Regions from separate parts of the Sus scrofa genome. Here regions 1 and 2 are each linked to region 3. The links are chromatin contacts, called in public Hi-C and HiChIP or PLAC-seq maps. All regions are on one chromosome and are shown on one strand. Each heading gives the region's core, a stretch centred on a gene start, on an enhancer-like site or on the middle of the called end of the contact. The rest is flanking DNA. Distances are from core to core; before and after follow the strand shown.

Evidence for each region. Hi-C and Micro-C count contacts between places; a contact is called where the count stands out from the background. HiChIP or PLAC-seq counts read pairs in DNA pulled down with a chosen protein or histone mark.
Region 1: a contact with region 3 is called in an H3K27ac HiChIP or PLAC-seq map of skeletal muscle. The contact joins two enhancer-like sites. A contact is called at or near these places in 1 of 47 Hi-C or Micro-C datasets (skeletal muscle) and 1 of 2 datasets of contacts at active chromatin or transcription factors (skeletal muscle).
Region 2: a contact with region 3 is called in a Hi-C map of skeletal muscle, with 8 times the contacts expected there. The contact joins two enhancer-like sites. A contact is called at or near these places in 1 of 47 Hi-C or Micro-C datasets (skeletal muscle) and 1 of 2 datasets of contacts at active chromatin or transcription factors (skeletal muscle).

Annotation. Positions count from the first base shown.
Region 1 is chr2:97,030,564-97,035,233 of Sscrofa11.1, forward strand. All of the region lies in intron 4 of LOC110259422 (a long non-coding RNA gene), which reads right to left. Among named protein-coding and RNA genes, the nearest start is that of CETN3, 560 kb to the right of the region's middle. Within about 2 kb of position 1,513, at least 1 of the 83 cell types and tissues checked has an H3K27ac peak or open chromatin away from gene starts, as enhancers often do. A contact at or near this core is called in skeletal muscle, where this site is marked.
Region 2 is chr2:96,535,996-96,540,836 of Sscrofa11.1, forward strand. The region is part of intron 5 of LOC102159394 (a long non-coding RNA gene); the gene reads left to right. Among named protein-coding and RNA genes, the nearest start is that of MEF2C, 320 kb to the left of the region's middle. Within about 2 kb of position 2,471, at least 3 of the 83 cell types and tissues checked have an H3K27ac peak or open chromatin away from gene starts, as enhancers often do. A contact at or near this core is called in skeletal muscle, where this site is marked.
Region 3 is chr2:96,785,521-96,790,094 of Sscrofa11.1, forward strand. No RefSeq gene overlaps it. Among named protein-coding and RNA genes, the nearest start is that of MEF2C, 570 kb to the left of the region's middle. Within about 2 kb of position 1,656, at least 10 of the 83 cell types and tissues checked have an H3K27ac peak or open chromatin away from gene starts, as enhancers often do. A contact at or near this core is called in skeletal muscle, where this site is marked.

The DNA.
Region 1 (4,670 bases), core at 263-2,762, 240 kb after region 3:
AACTCATTTTTGTTGTTAGTGGAGTGTTGCAAGTAAATTCGAACAAAATAAAGCATAGATGATTTTCAAATAGAACATATATCTGCTGTTCTCCATTATCTGATCTATACATCTTCAGAGGCTCCATGTGGTTACACAAACTGTTCTAACCCTTGGGCATGACAGTCCTGAAAGCTCTCTCTGCCCATTTTAGTGAGGAAATAATGATTTTATTCTTTCAATGTCCTAAGCAATGCTTCAAATTAACAGCACATTTTTTTCTTGCAATCTCTCAGAGTAGGTTGTTGTGAATCTTTCTTCTCTACCCTTAGAACCTAAACTAGAACAAGTAAATTTTTTTCTATTATGTTCTTTTCATTTGTCATGTAGTCAGTGAATTTACTTTGTAACAACCTTAAACCATTAGTGGGAGTATGTCCAAAAATTCTTCCAGGATGTGGATTAATATCTACCATATCCAAGAAAATAAAGACTGATTTTATAGGTAAATTATACATGTATTACGCTGAACTCTGAAAAGAATGTTACTTTTAATGAAATGCAAAGAAATCATGATATAGAATATAGTTATAAAGTTCTGAAAGCTCAAAGTCTTACTCGTAAATCAAGGATTGAACTTGATTATCTTGTCTTTGCCAAATATTCTAGATTTGGTAAAAAGCCCTATCTCATTATAATTTCTTTTAATGTGATTTCTAATAATTTAAACAGTGTAACATCATACATAATACATGTCAATATACTGTGCCAATATAGGATGTGATATAGCTATACTCCTCTTTTATATTTAAGATGTATGAACTCAATACATCCTGTTATCCAAAGACGCCAGGAAGACATTTGTGAAGAAAGTTAACTCAGAACTCTTCCCGTTAAAAAAAAAAAAAAAAAAAAAAAAGAAGAAGAAGAAGAGAAAAGAAAAGAAAAATTTTTTCTTTGGGTTTTGAGAACATTACCAAACATTATTTTCAACATAGCCACTACTGAAGAAATCATATCAATTAGAAGAGAAACATGGATTTTATGATAATAAATGTATTAAAAGCAAATTCAGTAAACAAATGAGGGAAAGAGCAAATAGCAAAAATCAAAAGACCAATGTAAATATTTATTAGTAAAATATTTTCACTTTTCACTTATAAGTAAAAAATAATAATGATGATAATTATGATACATATAATGCCAATAATAATAATAATAGAAAGAAGCTTCAAGGGTTTTTTTTAAAAACTTATGGTGCCTCTGGGGGAGAAAACCCCAAAACATTGTCATCAAAATTTTAATGAGACTTCAAAACTTCAAGATGCTGTCAAAGAAGCTGCTCCCCTTCCTTACTTTTTAAAAAGGAATTGAGAATGTGAAAGCTTAGAAAAAAAAAAAAATATATATATATATATAGGCTGGCAGGAAGAAATTCCATCTTGTTGGGTCTCTGAAACAGCGGAGGACTGAACACTTGTAAACACGGTACCTTGAGCAATAGTTGCCTTATGGCTTGTAGTTTGAGGCCAAGAATAGCATGATAAACTTAGAATGTGTTTATCTCTTGGCAGCTTCATTTTACTTGCAAGCTGGGAGGGACAAAGACCAACAATTTTCCACCTACAAAGTGCATCTGAGCTGGCAGGCAGCTCAGTGAGTAAGTCAACTTGAACCTCCAGATCACAACTACTCTCAAAGACAGATGGACAATTTTGGAAAGGGGATGATTCAGCCAATATCTCAAGGCATTTATGGTTATAATGTCCTTTAGTTGGGGGGATGGGAGGATTTAATTTACAGATTTTCACATACATTTAGTGCTATTCTAAGAGAAATGGTATGTGTGTAAATTTTTATAATTACATGTTCATTGCTAGTTGAAAACAGGTAGGCAGCATTTTAAGAACCTGTGTTTTCTCTCCAAAATAGAAAAGGCTAAACACTTTTCCCAAATACTGATTTTTTTTTTTAAACTTCTTTCATAATAGTAAAGCATTGTGTTATTTTATTCAATTTCTTAATGTCAATTGTTTGATGATTGATTATAAACTCAGGTAGACTTTAATGTTTTATCTTCAAGTTGCTTAATTTAGGATTGGTGTTAATTATATGAAGTGTGCCTGGGAAAAGAGGAGCTTGGATGCTGTAATTTTGAAGACTGAGCAGAGGAACTTCTTGTTACAAGGTTTCAGACATCTGCCCAAGTTGGGTTATTTGTGTAGTATGGGTGTTATGTTACAAATTATAGAAATATTTTGAGATCATAAAATAAAACTCTTTTTTTAACCCACTGGATCCATATTCTGTGCTTTCCACACAATCTTTTTCTACTTCAACATGCAGCTGATTTCCATGAATCCTAGGAAGGTTTAGGTAAAAATTTTGGTACTAGGAGAGCTTTTTTATGGATACAGCATAGTTCTAGTTTGACAACAAACTGAAAATAATTTATATTATCAGAAGGAATCAAGTATGATCTTTCTCCTTTTCATGAACATTCCATGAACAAACGGAAAATACAAATAATTTCAGAATGGAGATTAAATATGATCAACTGTTTATGCAACTCATGAATTTCTATTAGATGCTTATTTCATGTGGAATAAAATAAAAGGATTTTTTCACATCTATTTTTATGTTATTAAAAAGTATATTTATGAAGAGAAAAAGCAATGGCCAAAGCAATAAATGCTTAGAAATGTTAGAAGTAGATTCTAAGTAGTTCTGTGAATGACTCATCATGATTTCTTCCAGACAGTGGCAAATTAACATATTTTACACCCAGAACAAAATTAATGCAGTTGAGCCTGCCAAATTCTAATTCCTTTGCCATACCACATGTCCAGAATAATTGTTTGTTTCCCCCAAAAAGTGTTTCCTGTGGACCTCCACCACAGCTCATGCTGGAATTTAAGTTCTGACAAGAATGGGTGGTTATTTTTTTCAGTTGCATCCTGCAACCCTTAATTTGTTGAAGAGATCCAGCCCACCCCAGGCCAGTGTTATCTTTTTGCCTTTTACTGTGTACCCTGACTGATTTACTTGCCCTGTCTGAATAACACCACTCCATGGAAAACTAATTTGATTAAAAATTTTCTGATAGTAGATTTTACTAACATGTCATTGGTGAAAGTGTTTTGAGAAACCGAGCTTTCTCTTGAGAAAAACCAGATATGTCTATTTTTTTAAAATTGTAGAAGGATTTTAAAGCTTTTGTTTGGATTAATAAATGGTCACAAGATTGGACACATGAGATGTTGCTGAGCACATTGCAGTTGTAAATAAGAACTAACATAAAGCCTCCTTGCTCTTAGAAGTCAATCAGTCCTACCCAGAAAGCAACTATGTTTAAATTTGTCATTCTCAATGTCAAATCATCACTCTTTAAATATTAGTGTTTTAAGTACTATCATATCTATTTTGTGAAATCAGAATTGCATGCTTCCTGAAAGAATTCAGAAGGTACTTCTATCTTATTTGATTTCCACAGCCCTCGCTGTTTGCCTGCCTTACCTTCCTACCTCCCTATCCAAATACTGCAGGAGCTACAGCATCAATATAAATAGTATTATAACCCCAAGAGAGAAACTGCTCAAAATGAGTCAGAATCCAAGAGGGAAAATAAGGCAAGGTAATTCTAAAAAGAATTTTCAAAATATTTGTCAACAACAAACATGCCAGAATGTTAAGAAGAGTCAGTAATTCAACACCCACACAGATATTATAAATGCCAGAATATATTCTCACAAAGGAAAGAATGTTGGGGATGATCTTATGATCCCACAGTCCTTAGTCCTTAGGGGACATAATTCTAATGGGAGAGATACAGAATCAAGCATTAGTAAGGAAAAGTAAAATGGACATGAATAGAAAATAAATATTTCCCTTCTTTGAATAAAAGAGGGCACACATGGGTACTGTCATGGCCACAACACACTGAGAGGAAGAAAATGTTGCCTGTGTTATGAGAACATGCAGTTCTGTCCAGAGAGAGAACATAAGAAGGTGAAAAATGAGAAAATGCATTATCAAGACAATTACTACCAAAAGGATCCTGACCTCTTAGCAAAAGTGGAACTTCTCTTATCTACCAAACCTTGGAGCAATTTGTTGTTACTAGTTTTTATTGTCATAACTTGGCATATATACAAAAGCTTTGAAAAGTCTGAAAACATAGAAAGTTTCTTCTCTCTTCCATGCCAGGGAAGACAGTCTGCCAACTACCTCTTAACTTAAAAGGGAGAATCCAGTCCAATGAGACTAAGTGAGATGACTGGAATGTAAAACATCACTGTCCAGTACAAACAGCCAGAGAACACTTTCCATTTAAAAGCGTCTTGCTGCTGAACAAACATAGCTAACTCCCTTGAAGATTATTTTAGCCCCCATTACCTTCACACAAAGATTCCTCATGTTACTTTGAGATGGCCCTTTCATTGCATTGAGAACAGGCCATCTCTATTTGAGTGAGATGAGAAAATTAAGCCACTGAGGCAGATTGAAAGTTTGGCTCTGGACCATACCATTGGAAGGACGTTCAAATGTTTACCAATGCTTTTCCTTGGCTGCACAGTACCTGCACCTGTGTTTTATGCTAAGAAAATATTTCCATCCCTAAGAATATTTAAACTGCTTAAATTCAAAACACAGAAGACAACTCTAACTCTGTGTTAAGGACTCGATTATTC
Region 2 (4,841 bases), core at 1,221-3,720, 250 kb before region 3:
AGACTTAAGTAATAAAAATGATGGCCTACCATTTTGAATTATTTACCCTCAAAGAACCTCCATTAAGGCCATTCACAATCACACCAGCTTCTTCAAGTCCCAGCAGGAGAGATCCTGAAGGCTGTGTGGGGTCTGTGATAGGTGCACAGTAACCCTACCACTACTCCCTCCGTTTAACTTCAGTGGTTTCTACTGAACTCCACATCCCCAAAGTAACAATCATTGAATGTTTTGATGACTAGATGGAAACCTTTCTTAGATTCAGATCCCTGTTCTTTGTAGGAAGAAGTAGGCGTCCCAGAATCTAATTGAGCACAAGTTGAGAAAAGTTTTGTCGGAGAAGACACACGTTTAATGAGCCCATCATTTCAAATTTTTCAGTACTTAATTTAGTGATGATAGGAATAAATAGTAAGAGAAATAATAATACTGACCTCAACAAATAAAGGATAATTGCTTTGATGATCTTTATGGTTTATTCCTTTGGTGCTAAATTTATTATATTAATTTTCTCTTGCTTCATGACAAACATTTTATTCTCCTTCCTATACATGAACTTTGAAAGACTTGGAAATATGTTCACATATTCATAGTCATCACAGTGGAAATATGGTCAATAATATATCAAAATTCTTAAGCTTGGGTAAAACAAGTTTGAAATTAGGGTATTGGGTAGTACATTAAAGCCCCAATGGATCAGTTCCTTTCTTAGATTTTTGGTAGTCATCATTTCACTTCTAGATAACTTAGAATAGGTAGAAAAACCTAGAAGAGGAAATTGTGTGGAGAAAATCTGGCTGAAACAGTCACTGAATGATCATCGAATTTTGTTGAAGTAGTTTATTCATCTAGGGGAGTCCAGCTGTCTTTCTCCCACCTCTGTTCCTCATTTGTCCCTGACATTCAACTATCTGTTGAATTGTTGAAAACCTCTTTTTTTCACCTTAGCTGAATCATCTTGGACAATTTCAGTTTTACTAGTGAACTGAGCCAGGCTTTTAGGCCTAAACAACTTGGCTGTGTTAGACATATTTGAAATAAGCCCTAATAATTTAATCAGTGGATGACAGGAAATATCTATTTCTGTGACCAGTGTAGACCTTTGATTGCTGGATAGAGTAAAACATTTTCCAACATACTCAGTGTACAACTGAGATGAATACTTAACAAAGACTTTTCAGACTGTGAAATAGTGAAATGAGCAAAATAAGGGAAGAGGATTAAGAGGTACAAACTTCCAGTTATAAAAGAAATATACAGCATAGAGCATATAGTCAATACTCTTATAATAACTTATAAAATATTGCATTGTGAGGACAGATTGGAACTTATTATGCTCATTTTGTAATGTGTGAAAATATTGAATCACTATGTTGTACACCTGAGGGTTATATAATATTGTAAGTCAATTATACATCAGTATTTTTTCTGAAAGATTCAGTGGTTTGGAGAATTACCTAGGATGGGTCTTTCTTTTATCATGTAGTGTTGATAAACATGGATTTTCCAGAAATGTCTTAACTGCATGCTATATATCAACTAAAATCTCTATAGTCTTTCATTAGATCCTTTACTAGAAGGCTGAATTTAAATACATTTCAATGTTTATAGCATTGCCTGTTGAGCTACTTAGAAGCATAGGAGCCTAGCAGTTCATAGGTTTAAATAATACTTCCTTGTGTTCAAATGTTAATTTAATGAAGGCACAAATGATGAAGATAGTATGGTAACGGGCATAGGAGGAAAGAATTCTACCTGAGATCACCGTGTTCTCTCTCTTTGAAATATATGTTGTTCTCGGAGTTCCCATCGTGGCGCAGAGGAAACGAATCTGACTGGGAACCATGAGGTTGCATGTTTGATCCCTGGCCTCACTCAGTGGGTTAAGGATCCAGCGTTGCTGTGAGTTCTGGTGTAGGTCACAGATGCGGCTCGGATCTGGAGTTGCTGTGGCTGGGGTGGCTATGGTGTAGGCCAGCAGCAACAGTTCCGATTAGACCTCTAGCCTGGGAACCTCCATATGCTGCGGGTGCTGCAGTAAAAAGACAAAAAAAAAAAAAAGACAAAAGACAAAGAAAAAAGAAACACACGTTGTTATAAATGGACACCTCCTTCAACATGTTCAAATTTGAGTGTGGATTAACCTTACATTGACAAGTTTTAACAATAAATTGAAAATAATCAAATTTTATGCATTTTTTTCTTTCCTTACATTGTAGGTAAGGACATACTAAAAGAGTGTTATCAAGACATTGCTTTTCACATACATTCATTAGGAATTCAAAGATTTGGTAGCTGATGGTGATGTTAGTGTAATTAGCAGGAAAAAAATGGAAGAAATGCATGTTGCTATAGCAATGTGTTCATCATGAGTGATCTACAGCATAAACACCCAGATTAATTTACAAGATGCTAGGTAGAAAGCTACATGGCTGACTAGGCTACTCTCAGATGCCACAGTATTTGTTTTTATTAAGTATAAACATTACAGTGGAGCTTTCAAGGTATGTGTGCTTGTCACTGTCAATCACACAGGGGTTGCATTCCCAAAGAGTTTTCAATTCACTTTAAATTTTTAACGGATGAAGGGAAACATTTTTTAGAGAATAAAAAATATATATACTAGCATAGATGACATTTTGACACTGAAACAAGCTAACAATCTCCTTGTTCATGGGCAGACTGTGTTTCTGTTTCATCTGCACACTTGCTTTTGATACCAGAGGTATGAAAGTTTTAATGTGCAAGCGGATTTAAAAATACCGAAATTGGAAGCCATGGTGTCAGGAAACCTCTTAAGAAAGCACTTGTGGATATGAGCTGGATGACATTTTAGCCCACCATAGTTTAGGTTATTACTAGAAACTCAAGACCAAAAAGGCACCCTTACCTCATTGGGCTGGGAAATGTGATATGTGGGTGTATATATAGGTATGTGTTTATGAGCAAGTCTGAAAGATACAGTTGCCAACTGGATGCTTGTTGCTGATGGTATTTTGGGGTCCTATAGCCAGACACATGGGATGGTACAAGAGACCCACATTCCTCAGCTTGGCCAGTGGGGTGGTTCTGCAGCCTTGGCACAAACATAGAGCATGTTCACGATCTGAATTCCTCATTCTCCATTGCTTAAATAGGCCAACTTCAGAACTGGGCAAATGTTAGAAGGGAATAGAATGAGGTGGAAGGTAAAGAGAGATAGTGAAGCTTAGATGATCTGGCTGCATTCCTCTACCATTGACACTGATGGCTCACAGGATAATTTGGAGGTGGATTGTATGCAACTGAAAAGATCTTCATTAATTTGTTTAGCATGTACAAATAGCAGTAAAAGCTGTAAAGAAGTTGGCTGTTGTATTTTACTCACAGTGTTGTATATGATAAGACTCAAGAAATGGAGATGGCGTGTTCTAGTGGGACACTGTGTAGAATTGTAGTGTCCAGTTGGGATGAATCTTGTGTCCCTCTGCTTCTAGATTGCTTGATATAAGACAAAGTCATTGTTCTTGGGCAGCATACAACTTGTAGGGATCCCCAGTACAGAATTCTTGATAGAATGCCAACATGTTGAGGGCAGGACTGTCAAGGACATCAGGAACAGTAGGAATTGTTCTTGTGTCTTTTCTCCAGTGTAGAAAAGGATTGGTTTTCTGGGACCAAGTCCCAACATCTGGCTAAACCATGTATATTATGAGATTTGGCCAAGGGAATTTTTAAACTTTAAGCCAGGCCTGGCATTCACCAGTACTATCCCTATGGGATTTAGCCTGAAGACTAGAGCTTGCCAAACCCAAGTTTGGACCCTACATTGCTTAGGCTGGATTGACAGCCACTCCATAGAGGAAATGAACAATAAACATTATGTCCTTTGGGGTTCCACAAAGGAAAACAATAAACCTGCATCAGTCATGGTTCCAATAAAGGATGGGTTGCTTCAGGCTATTGCCCGAATAAAGGCTGTTGCAGGCATTCAGCCCCTAAAGAGAAGAACTTTCTTTTCTTGCCCCACCCTGTTATGGAGTCAGTTGCTGGCCACCAGTGAAGCTGGTGCTAATCTAATCAGGATGTTTTGCTTTAACTTCTGGTGTGGCTTTTTGTCTGGGTTGAGAAGGAAAAAAAGGTTTTTAAAAGTGCTGCATTTCCAAGTTGTTTGTATTGGTTTAAGTGTCTCTGTTATTTTCCCAGTACATATTTCACATCAGTGAAAACTGGTTAGGCATTTAGAATTTTTATCATATTACTTAAGGTATAGAGTATAAATGCTGTTTTGCTTGGTTCAGCATAATTTTCCTAAAACAAGCAAACCAAATTGTGCACACAGTGAGAATGGGGCAGGAGTGATACTAGGTGTTTTTTGAAATTAGTGGCTTTTAAAAAATATCTCTGCACTCTGGTCTATAGATTTCACTCTGCTCTACTTTTTCTTTTTTTGTATTTTTTTTTTTTTACCAATATTGTTTATTTTCTGTATTCCCTCAGAACATATATGCTCCCTTGATTTTTTTTCAAGTGCCTAGAATTATACCCAATACATAGCAGACCTTCAGTACTTGGTGACTATATTAAGAATTTGGATATTTTTTTGCTAGGACATTTCCTTGGAGAAAATTTTAAAGTTTTTTCTCATTTGGCTTTATTCAGCTAGAAGACATGAAAAATAAAGTAGTTTTTTAAAAATTTTAAATTCTTTACAGAAGTTTTACTTCAGTAAGCTTTATATTTTTAATAACTCCCCAGTCTTACTTTATCTGAAAATTACTAGTGAGCAAAGATAAGAGTAGGTAGGAATATAGTATCTTCCCTCAGATATTTTATTAACTAGAAAGAATTGTTTAATGGTA
Region 3 (4,574 bases), core at 406-2,905:
TTGTGTTAGGATTCTACAAATTCATGATTTATGCGAGCAACAATTATTCTAACTACACTCAACTTTGGGAGTTTAAGGGATTAACAGTCGCTGACAACTTTCATGAACTAGTGGGAATTCGTACTCTCAGATCATTTTCTATTAACAAAGCCAAGATCACTATTCTAAGAGCCTGACATTTCTGACCAGGAGAAGAGGTGTCTGGGTGGGGAACAGGGATACTGAATGTAACATACGAGGTGAAGATTTGTTTTTATCCCTTTTCTGTGAATTTAAAAACATAGTGACCATTTGTAACATTATTTCTACAGAAAATTCTGTGAACAAATCCCTTGATAGGATGGATATTTGCTTTCATGTTACATAGGATGAGTAATATACTGATATCCACATGACATTATATAGTCCAAAGCACTTTAGGACTCCAGTCTAGAAAAGTTGTAACAACAGATAAAAAGTAAAATCTATGGAATGGCACTTTATAAAATCCCTACGTTCTCAGAGGCACTAAACTTATGCTCCTAGGAACTTTGGAGCAGGATTAAAATCTAGAAAGACAGACTAGAATAATACAAAGAGATGCAGAGGGCAATAGAAAGAAATAGACTCTTACCTGACAAACAGCATCACCATATAAAAACGGCAGAATACAACCTTGCCAGTTTCAGTTTGAGATTCTCCTTGTGTGTGTGTGTGTGTTTAGAACATACTTCAGTTTGTCCAAACATCACATGAAAAAACATTAAAAGGATTCCCCTGCACCTTTAAAATGAAATCATATGTCCCACATTCAGTCAGTTCTCTATTAACCAAAGTGAACTTAAATCTTAGCCTGACTTGTCTGGTTATCCAGCACGTACCTAAATTACCTTACCCTGGTGGTTATGTACTTAATCCTAACTTTAATTATGTGCTAAATATGTTTTTTAAGTAAGAAGAGATTAATTTTCTTTAAGAAAATTCTTATTTTAGAAACAAATATATTGAAGGCAGCTATGCTCACCACCATACCACCAATGCTACTGACTAGAAACAAATATATGAAATATCTCTATTGTTATAGCCCTTTGTATGTATAAATACAAGCAAATATGTAGTATAAGTATATATACAGAGATATTTTACTGTATTTAAGCAAGCTTGGTAGAAAACTTCTTTAACTCTTGTAGGTCATAGCTATAATATATCTAATTATTCTGTGAAGAGTAAACAAAAGGATGCCTATTATGTAAGAATTTTTTTTAATCCTAAGTAAAATTTCCACTATATATAGCAGTTGGATACTTCCACTGGTGGCTGTCTGATACAATTTGTTGGCAGATATGTGGCATCTTCAAAATCTAGAAATCCCGAGGTCAAGATTTCCTATAATCAATGTGCTGTAAGTGCATTTCTGTCTGGGAATTTTTCTTTGCTTCTTAACTGCTTAGGTTGAGAGCCAGGGTGTCCAAAATTACAATTGATACTAGAAACACAATGTCAGAGATGATTTCTCCATTCTGCCTTACTGCTCCATTTAAAATTGTGTTACATTTCTGCTAATAAAAGCCTTTCTAAGGATTCTGTATCACTCTTTTGCAAGGCACATTCACATCCTTCAATGAAAGTTGCTATTATCAGAGCAGTGTGCTCTTACTATTTATTTATTACAACAGCCCTCATGACTGCTTACCCAGGCGAGCACTAGAAATATCTAACTCATTACCACTACATAAAATAGCATGGGGTATTTTCAGAATGAAAGAGATCAGAGCATGACAAATTCTAAAGCTGCCCGTGTCCCTGTTTCTAAAGAAAAAGATTGCTGTTCAACAAGCACTAGTAACTTTAACTATCGAAGTGGATATATTAGACTCTTAGAGAAAACACTGCCCAGACAAAATCTTATTGGTAATACCTATTTGCTACTCTTTTTTTCATTTAAAGTCTGAACACCCTTGGATTTTCCCAGACCAGCCAGTGAAAGAAAACTGACCCAGATGGAGTCAGAAACTGAAAATGCCTATTGACTTATTCAGCTGGAAGTTGATCCTGGTTGCTATTTAAATCTACTGCTTTAAGTGTCAGCAGACATGCTGCATTCCTTATAATGGTTCAGAGGGCAGACATTTGGGTCAAAATATTCTTACCCATTCTGTATCTATTGTGAGCTTTACAATGTTTACAAACAGCTGTTACAATAACCCAAAGATCCAAAGAAAAATGTGACACATCCAAGAATCTGACAGTTAAAACCAAGCATTTGTTCAGATAGCACCTTGTGGTTTGAGGTAACAAGACCCATGATGATAATGGTATTTGTCACATTCAGAGCAGCTGTATTCATGAGCGAGTGGAAGTGACTACCATCTTACACACCCAGTTACTACTTTGAACCCAGCTCTATATTTTGGCTGCCTTGGCAACAGCACAGCAATAACAACTGGAGCCATAATGGCGATGTCAATCCAAGGACATTTTGGGATATAAAGCAAAGAGCCCTGACTTTCAACAGAGAAAGAAAGAACATACAAAATAAATGGAAAAAAAAACAAAAAACAAAACAAAAACCAAAAACCCATAGCTCTGCTATACTGTGTACAATGAGACTTAGGGACTAGACTCCATGTTATTTATTGTAAAGTTAAGTTTTTACAAGTCCAATAATTTTCCAGTGGCTTGTCTTTTATGGAAAAAAGGAAAGGGAAATGGATCTCAATAAGTAGGGAGCTATTTTTGTTTTCTACAACAAGACTATAAAGGATAAATTACACCTTAATTGTGACCACATTCATCAATATAGGTTCCACAGAACTATAAACAACAATAGAAATGGACAAAATCGTTCAGCCTTCTCACTGGTTGGTTTGTTTCATGTGATTGGTCACTAGTATCTCTTCTTTTGGTCACATGGTAAAATTGCATTTCCCTGTCCTCATGACATGAAAAACATTTATGTTCTTATGACTTGCTTTGGTTAATGAAATGTGAGGATAAGTAACAGGTGTCATTTCAAGATGGAATCTTTACAAGTTCAGTTTGCTGTTGTTCCCTACTTGTGCCAGGGAAACTAGCAATTTTCCAAATGGTAGAAGCTTCATCTGCCTGGAGTGACAAGACAGAACAGAGTACCCAGTTGTCTTGTAAGGAACATTTAATACTAGCAAGAAGCACCCTTTTGTTATGCTAATCAAATGCAATATTGGAGCTTATCTCAGTATAAACTATCCTGTCCTGGTTATCCTCAGAGTGTAATTTATAGAAATTCAAAGAATACCATTTTTTATTGAAATATATTTGACACTGCATCAATTTAACATTCAATTTTAAAATGTACACACACACATATATATATAAAGAACATTACTCTTTAGTTTTTGTAGAATCAGAGGTTATAATGAAGATAATGCTTCAAACCTCTTCACCAGAATAAGATAGACTGTTCTGGCTAAAATGCAGAATCAGGAATTTATGGTCAACTCATGTTCTCCAGACAGAAACTCAAATGCACACTTAGACCAATTCAGATGAACTATTTCACTGCCTGAACTAGCCAGAAATGATTTCTTTAACTTGTTATCTTGTAAATCAAACCAAAGTTTTATGAAAAAATGTTCATTGTCAGCCAGGCCCCTTTAGTTTTCCATTGTATTAGGCTTTTTCTTCATATACTTCACCCCCTTTTTTCCCTAGAGCTACTCTCTGTCTCCTTTACTTATGTGGTATTCTCCTGTCTGACAATAAGAGAAAGTAATCACTACTACTTTATATAACAGATTCTGGCAAAGTATTTGTGATTCTGTTTCCACAGTAATTTAAACTTTCTGCTGTAAGTGGAAAGCAAAGTTAGATGTTGGCCCTATGGAATGTTTGTGAAGTGATATCAGTTCCACTAAGCTTTTCTAGGCCTCAAAAATATTTGAACCCTTTTTAATATAGGTCAAATAGAACACATGTAATGTTAAAACAACCTTGCTATGTTTCTGTTTATTTCTGAGATCAGCCCAGAACAATAGCTTCAAAGGTATTTCTATGAACACAGTTAAATGCATACCAAAGGAGTGTGTGTGTGCATGTGTGTGCCTATGTGTGCACACAGACATGTTCATCTGTTTAAAGTGAAAAAGACACTGTAAAGAGCTAAAAATGGACATTTATCAATTTTTAAGTTATGACAAGAAACGTCATTATATTTCTTCATACTATTTCTCCAGAATTACTACAATAAAATTCCACACTTATGGACTTACTTGGCAGAAGGCCATGATGATGTCCAGAAAAATCTAAATAAAGTGTATTCTTTATATTATGCACTAGAAGTAAATTCTTTTTCTAAAGCCACAGAAATGAAATTAAAAATTTTATGAAGTATTATAGTACGGTAAAATTTTTTCAAGTTATTTTTTCTCATTTGCCGAATAACAATTTTTCTATAACATGTGGTTTCACATAAGATTTACTAGTCAGCTCCATCTATATCATATGTACCGATATAGAAAGCCTTTATAGGAAATTTTAAAGGTAACAAACATTCGTTAATTTCACAGAGTTAAAATAATTGTCTAGAAATAAGCATTCTCCTCAAATTAAATATA